Regions from separate parts of the Capsicum annuum genome. Here region 1 is linked to region 2. The links are chromatin contacts, called in public Hi-C maps. All regions are on one chromosome and are shown on one strand. The core of a region is the stretch at or near the end of the contact, and the rest is flanking DNA. Distances in the headings are between cores, read along the strand shown. Region 1 has its middle 24 kb from the start of LOC124887429. Region 2 holds the start of LOC107854756 (kinesin-like protein KIN-14Q).

Region 1 (2,933 bases), core at 215-2,714, 41 kb before region 2:
AAGTTACTTAACCTTTATTATACGACACAGATTCTGTCCTAACATGTCAGGAAAAGATAATAGAAGAGTTTATTCTGTTCTCTGAAGTAGGTATTCAGGGCTGCAAATGGTGTGCCATCAGGTCTTCAGTACCTGCCTTGTCCTTTAACTCGTTTTTGCGAGTTTGACTCCTGTATTTGGTTATAATCTTGCAGGCTTGAAGCATCGACTGAAAGTGAACCTTTGGCTAATGCTGCTTGAGATGAATAACTGAAATTACGATCGTGAGAGAACTCCCTAAGACACTGTACTTTCTAGTTTTTGATCTTCTGATTATAGTCTTCATGATGGCACTGCAGAACGGAGTCCATAAGCTAGCTAACCCTGAGGAGGTTCTGTATTACATTTTTGAATTTTCATAGTCAATAATGTAAGAGAATAAGGCCTTGATTGATCTAGCGTTTTGGTCTAGTGGTAAGACAGCAACACATAATGGTGGGTTAGGTTCATGTCATGGATTCGAACCCTGCCTCTGACAAAAGCCTGATAATTAAATTGAGAAGAGTAGAGAGGGACAGTATCCACCGAGTTCCAAACTGCTGCCTCTAGCCATTCTCTGTCATCAAAAAGAAAGGAAAGAAAGGAAAAATAATGTATTTATTGCATTATTCTGTTTGTTTGGTCAGACATTATTCTAAAATGCATGTTAATTTATAATCTCATGTGTCAAATGAAGTCCTTGTCTGTATTGATCAGCGGCTGCCCCCGGTTAAATTTCTTTAAGAAATATCAATATAAATTTCCTAACATGTATGTTTAGGAAAAAGAAACTAATGAGGTTAAATAAAAATTAGTAACCTTTTAATTTTTTTTGTATGATTTAATATTAAAAAAATAATTAAGCTAAATAAGATGAAGAGTATTTTTGTAAACAAACTATCTATTCTTAGAAAGAAAGCAATGCATATTATTTTGAATGCCACAAACCAAACAACCACTAAAAAGTAATACCAAGATAAGTAATCCCAATACAACTAACCATAGCATAACTAATCCCAAACGTAACTTGTTTCCCAACCAAACGACCTCGAAGTGGCTGAAAATCCCCAGCAGAAGCAAACAGTGCATGGTGACTTCATCTCATCTATATAAGCTTTGTTGGGTATAAGTACACCGTATTTGTTCTCATGGGTGATAGTATCTGGTGGAATAGTCAAAATGCAAATCTGACTCGAACAGCGCTATCATTATATATATATGAAGAGCAATGTACTAGATGTATCAATGTGCCCCTTACTTATACATGGAAAGGAACAATAAAGGTGGTTACCTTAACAGGTGGAGTGGCAGTAGCCCTTACAACGAATGAAGCCTTCTTGATTGGTTGAAAATGTCTTGCTCCTAGAATTTGTCTGGCAGCCTCTGCTGAGGAGGTAATAGATGAAGAAGATATCAATGCCTGTGTTGCCATTTTATTCGTAAACCCAAAAAAATTTTTTTGAAGAATAAATACAGTTTTCCAAGAGAAGTACTGTGGCAAATAAGGGACAAATTATAGGCCACCAAAGTGTGGTGTGGGGCTAGTGGAGAACAGAGAAATTGTGGTGGTCATAAGAAATCCTGAATTCTCAGATAAAGTATAGGATTATATTGTCAAATGAAAAGTGCACGGCATTATTACTTGTATAAAGATGTAACACCCTGAATTTCGGGATAGAACGAAAAATCGTCGTTTCTATGCGTAGATGATTCAAAAGTCATAAATTTTATGCAAATTTGGCATGTTAATCAATTATGTAGTGCGGGAACCTATTTGATCATAAATTGAGATCATAGAGGTCCCTAAACTCAAGGACGAGTTGAAAGCTTTCCTATCGTTCGAGTTTGAGTGAGTGTCGAAACTTAGGTCAGATTCAATCAACCATAACTCCTTGTATATGATAAACTGGGTGGCCTACTATATATCAAATGAAAGATCTTCGAATTATCTTTCTAAAGATACCAATTTTTCCCAAATCTCAGATCAGAAAAAAACGTTATACCCATTTTACTTCAGCATGTCTGTCTATCGACAAGTGACGACCTGAGCTGATAAGTTATCACATATGTGATGACCTATCAGCCATGTCGTCAGCCCAAGGCAGTAACTCACAAAATCAGCCTCTGAGTGATGACCTGGTATGATAATTTATCACATATGTGATGACCTATCAGCTAAGGTCGTCACCTTTAAAATTTAGCGTTTCCTAAACGGTTTTGGAGGGGTATTTTGGAATTTTCACTTCACCCCATAACTCCATAAACACTGAATTCAACCTCCATTTCACCAAAAATACACTCCTTTCTCTCAAATCCTCTCAAGAACCAAACCCTAGGGCCTCAACCTAAGATTCAAGATCCTCAAAATTTCACCATTAAATTCCAAAATTGATTCAAGAATTAGAATCCCCAAACTAAGATCTTCAAGAATCATCCATCAAAAGCACAAATAGAGTCCCAAAAGCAAGTGTTCATCCAAAATTCATAATCTAAGGTACGTAGGGTTTATCCTAAAAACTACATGGGCTTGTAAACACTAGAACGTGATTTAAAGATTATCAAGCATGAATTTAGAAAAGGGGTTTTGAAATACATGATTTTATTATACATTATGAATGTTTAATTGTACTGTTGATTTGGTCTTTAGGCCTTTTCCCCCCTTTAAATTGATTTACATGTATATGTATATGTATATGTATATGTATATGTATGAAGATTTAGATTGAAGAATGTTTGAGAGCACAACTTATGAAATCCCTCTCTTGTGATAACTTTAAGTTTATGATATTAATGTGAAGGATTTGAAATGCATGATTTATGGCTTGAAAATAGTTTACTCAAATACCATAGTATTTTGAGCATGATTTAGAAATTTTGAGAGGGAGTATCTTGACATAAATGTGTTTTGTTAAAGA
Region 2 (2,919 bases), core at 308-2,807:
TAAAAACAATACAATTAAACCTGATCTTTACCTAAAAAAATTCCTCAAAGCCAACCGACATTCATCTATCACCTGTAAATTCATCTACAACCTGTAAACTACAACAAAATAGTACAATAGTGATCACAAAGCTTCAATTTTGATGAAAATAATTCTTGTTTGAAGGAAAATTTTGACACTAAAGAATGACTTGAATGAAAACAAAGAAGATATATATATATACACACACACACACACACACACACACATATATATATACGCACACATTGAATTTTATTATGGTGGGTTAGAAAATTAAGCATCCATCGATCTAGACATGCAACCGAATTAAGTTAGATAAGTATCAATCATATTTATAGAAGTATTTCCTTAATAGAGTCCTATTTTAGGAATATTATTCTATCCTATTTTGGGAGTATTTTTCTAATTGATCAGTACAAAGAAAAATATTAATTGATTCTACTTTCATATATTTTAGGAGTTTCATATATTTTAGGAGTCTAGTTAATATAATAAAAATAATTAAATAATAAATTAAAAAAAAAATGAAAAGACAGTTTTGTCTAAAGGAGAGTCTTTTAATGAAGGACAAAAAGCTCAAATCACTTTTCTAAGGGTCTTCAAACTTTTAATATATTATAGTTATATATGTATGTATGTATAAAATATATATTAAAAATTGTATAGAATGTATAAAGAAATTTATAATTGATGTATAAAATATATATCCGAATAATAATTGCAGCTAAAGGTTGTATAGAATGTGTATAAAAATTGTATAAAATTTTTAACTAAAAAATCTGCTTTTTTATTTAAAAGAAATAATAATTATATATAATTTGATAAAAATGTATAATTATTAAATATAATATAAGATATTATGGAACCTGTACAAAATGTGTTAAAAATATCAATTAAATACAATTATATAAAAAAGTTATAATTATTGTAAAGAATCTGTACCTATATGTGATATATGTATAGAAATTGTATAGTTATATTAAATATGTATATGTATAAAATATAGATAAAAAATGTATAGAATGCATACAGAAATTATATAGTTATTGTATAAAATACGTATGAATAGAATGTGTATAGAAACTATGTAGTTGTTGTATAAAATACGTATCTGAATAATTATTGTAGCCAAAGATCGTATAAAATGTGTATAAAAAATGAATAATTGTTGTAGAGAATGTATAAAACAATCGTATAAGTATTGTATAGAATATATATTTTTTATATATATGATCTGTATAGAATTTGTATCATTGTTGTATAGAATATGTATATGTATAGGATGTATATAAACTGTATAAATATGGTATATAATTTATATCTAAAAATTATTGTAGTTAAACATTGTATAGGATGTGATATAAACTATACAATTATTTAATTACGATATTATAAATTTGTATTTATAAAAACTATAAAATTTTATTTGGTTACGATATTATAAATTTGTATTTAATTATTTTATTGATAGAATTAAAAAATAAATATAAATATCAATTTTTTAGAATAAAAATGAGCAAACCCAAAAAAAAAACAGGGGGAAAAGAAGAAAACACAACAAGCAGAAAAATTAATAATAATAGTGGAGTAACAAGAAAAATCAAATAAAATAGAAGGAAAATTTAGAAGGAAAATTTAGCAAATGATCAGTGATCCAAAATAATAGAGAACAATTTTTTAAAAAAATTAATAGGTAGCAATTTTTTTTCTTTTTAGAAAAGGATAGCAGTGGTCCAAAAGGAGTCAACGGCCTAATTAGCCAATAAAATGACTAGATTTTGGAATTTTGAAACATTAACCATTTTCGTGTCATTTGTTTTTGCCGAGTCGCCATTTATGAATTTTACCCTTTTTTGTTTAGGTAAAAGTTATGTATCTAGAGTTTTTAAAGAAAGAGAATATAAATAAGTGATTTTTATAATTCTTATTAATTGAAGAATTTTTTTAATAATTTAAATATCTTAAATTATGGTTTTGTGAAATTTTTCCCATAGATTGTGTAACAAGATGCAAGGTAAACAGAATCCTAAAGGCGGCCCAATTGAAAATTCGTATGTTTAACATTTTATTTTGGCCCGGTCTCTTATTTTCAAATTTCAAAAGAAGAGCAACGTTCGTCTTTCATCATAACACTGGAAACGGAGAAATTACCGGCCTTTGAAATGGAACTTTCTTTTTCTTGAATCCCTTTTTACCCTTTTTGCCTTTGAAATCTGCAGTGTATTTGATTACCCCCACTACACTTTTTTCATTTCAAAACTCTCTGCCCACTTTATCAATGGATGTTGATGAGTGGCATGATCCACTTCTTATTACTGATGCTTCTTCTTCTTCCCAACAACAACTATCAATTAGCTCCTACAATTACTGTAAGATATTTGATTTCGGGTATATACAAATTATGTCAATTGTTACATTGAGTTGTAGCTTATTATTATTATTATTATTATTATTATTATTATTATTATTATTATTGTGTTACTATTGTATTTTGGCAGACCCCTTTTTGTCGTCGCGTGATTTAGGAAATACATTGATGGAAGAAGATTCTGATTGTTCTAGCCCAATCAAGAGTCAAGGTAATTATGCACCCCTTTTTGTAGTACACTCATTCGTAGAGCAATTCTTGAAAATGAGAAGATTTTCTTGAAAAGGGGTTTTACAAGATGTTGAATTGAGGGTATTTATCACCCCTTTTGCATTACACTCAGTTTTAGAGCAATTCTTGAAAAAAAGGGTTTTCAAGATTTTGAATTGAGGGTAATAAAGCACCTCCTTTTTTTGCATTATACTCATTTTTAGACGCAGTAGAGCAATTCTTGAAAATGGGGATTTTTGTTTTTGATTGATTGTGTTTTATGTGTATTGATTTGTTTCCTGGAAGGGTGTAATGCTGAA

The links. A called contact is a pair of places that touch in the nucleus more often than the background predicts.
Region 1: a Hi-C map of leaf shows a contact between it and region 2, with 1.8 times the contacts expected there. The contact joins the enhancer-like site here to the promoter of LOC107854756 in region 2. A contact is called at or near these places in 3 of 5 Hi-C or Micro-C datasets (bud, leaf and placenta).

The regions. Positions count from the first base shown.
Region 1 is chr9:184,946,327-184,949,259 of UCD10Xv1.1, reverse strand. It overlaps LOC107840873. Among protein-coding and RNA genes, the nearest start is that of LOC124887429, 24 kb to the left of the region's middle. Within about 2 kb of position 1,464, at least 1 of the 5 cell types and tissues checked has an H3K27ac peak or open chromatin away from gene starts, as enhancers often do. A contact at or near this core is called in leaf, where this site is marked.
Region 2 is chr9:184,905,170-184,908,088 of UCD10Xv1.1, reverse strand. LOC107854756 (kinesin-like protein KIN-14Q) reads left to right here and starts at 1,557. Exons shown (of 18, transcript XM_016699757.2): 1 at 1,557-2,390; 2 at 2,520-2,600. The coding sequence starts at 2,300.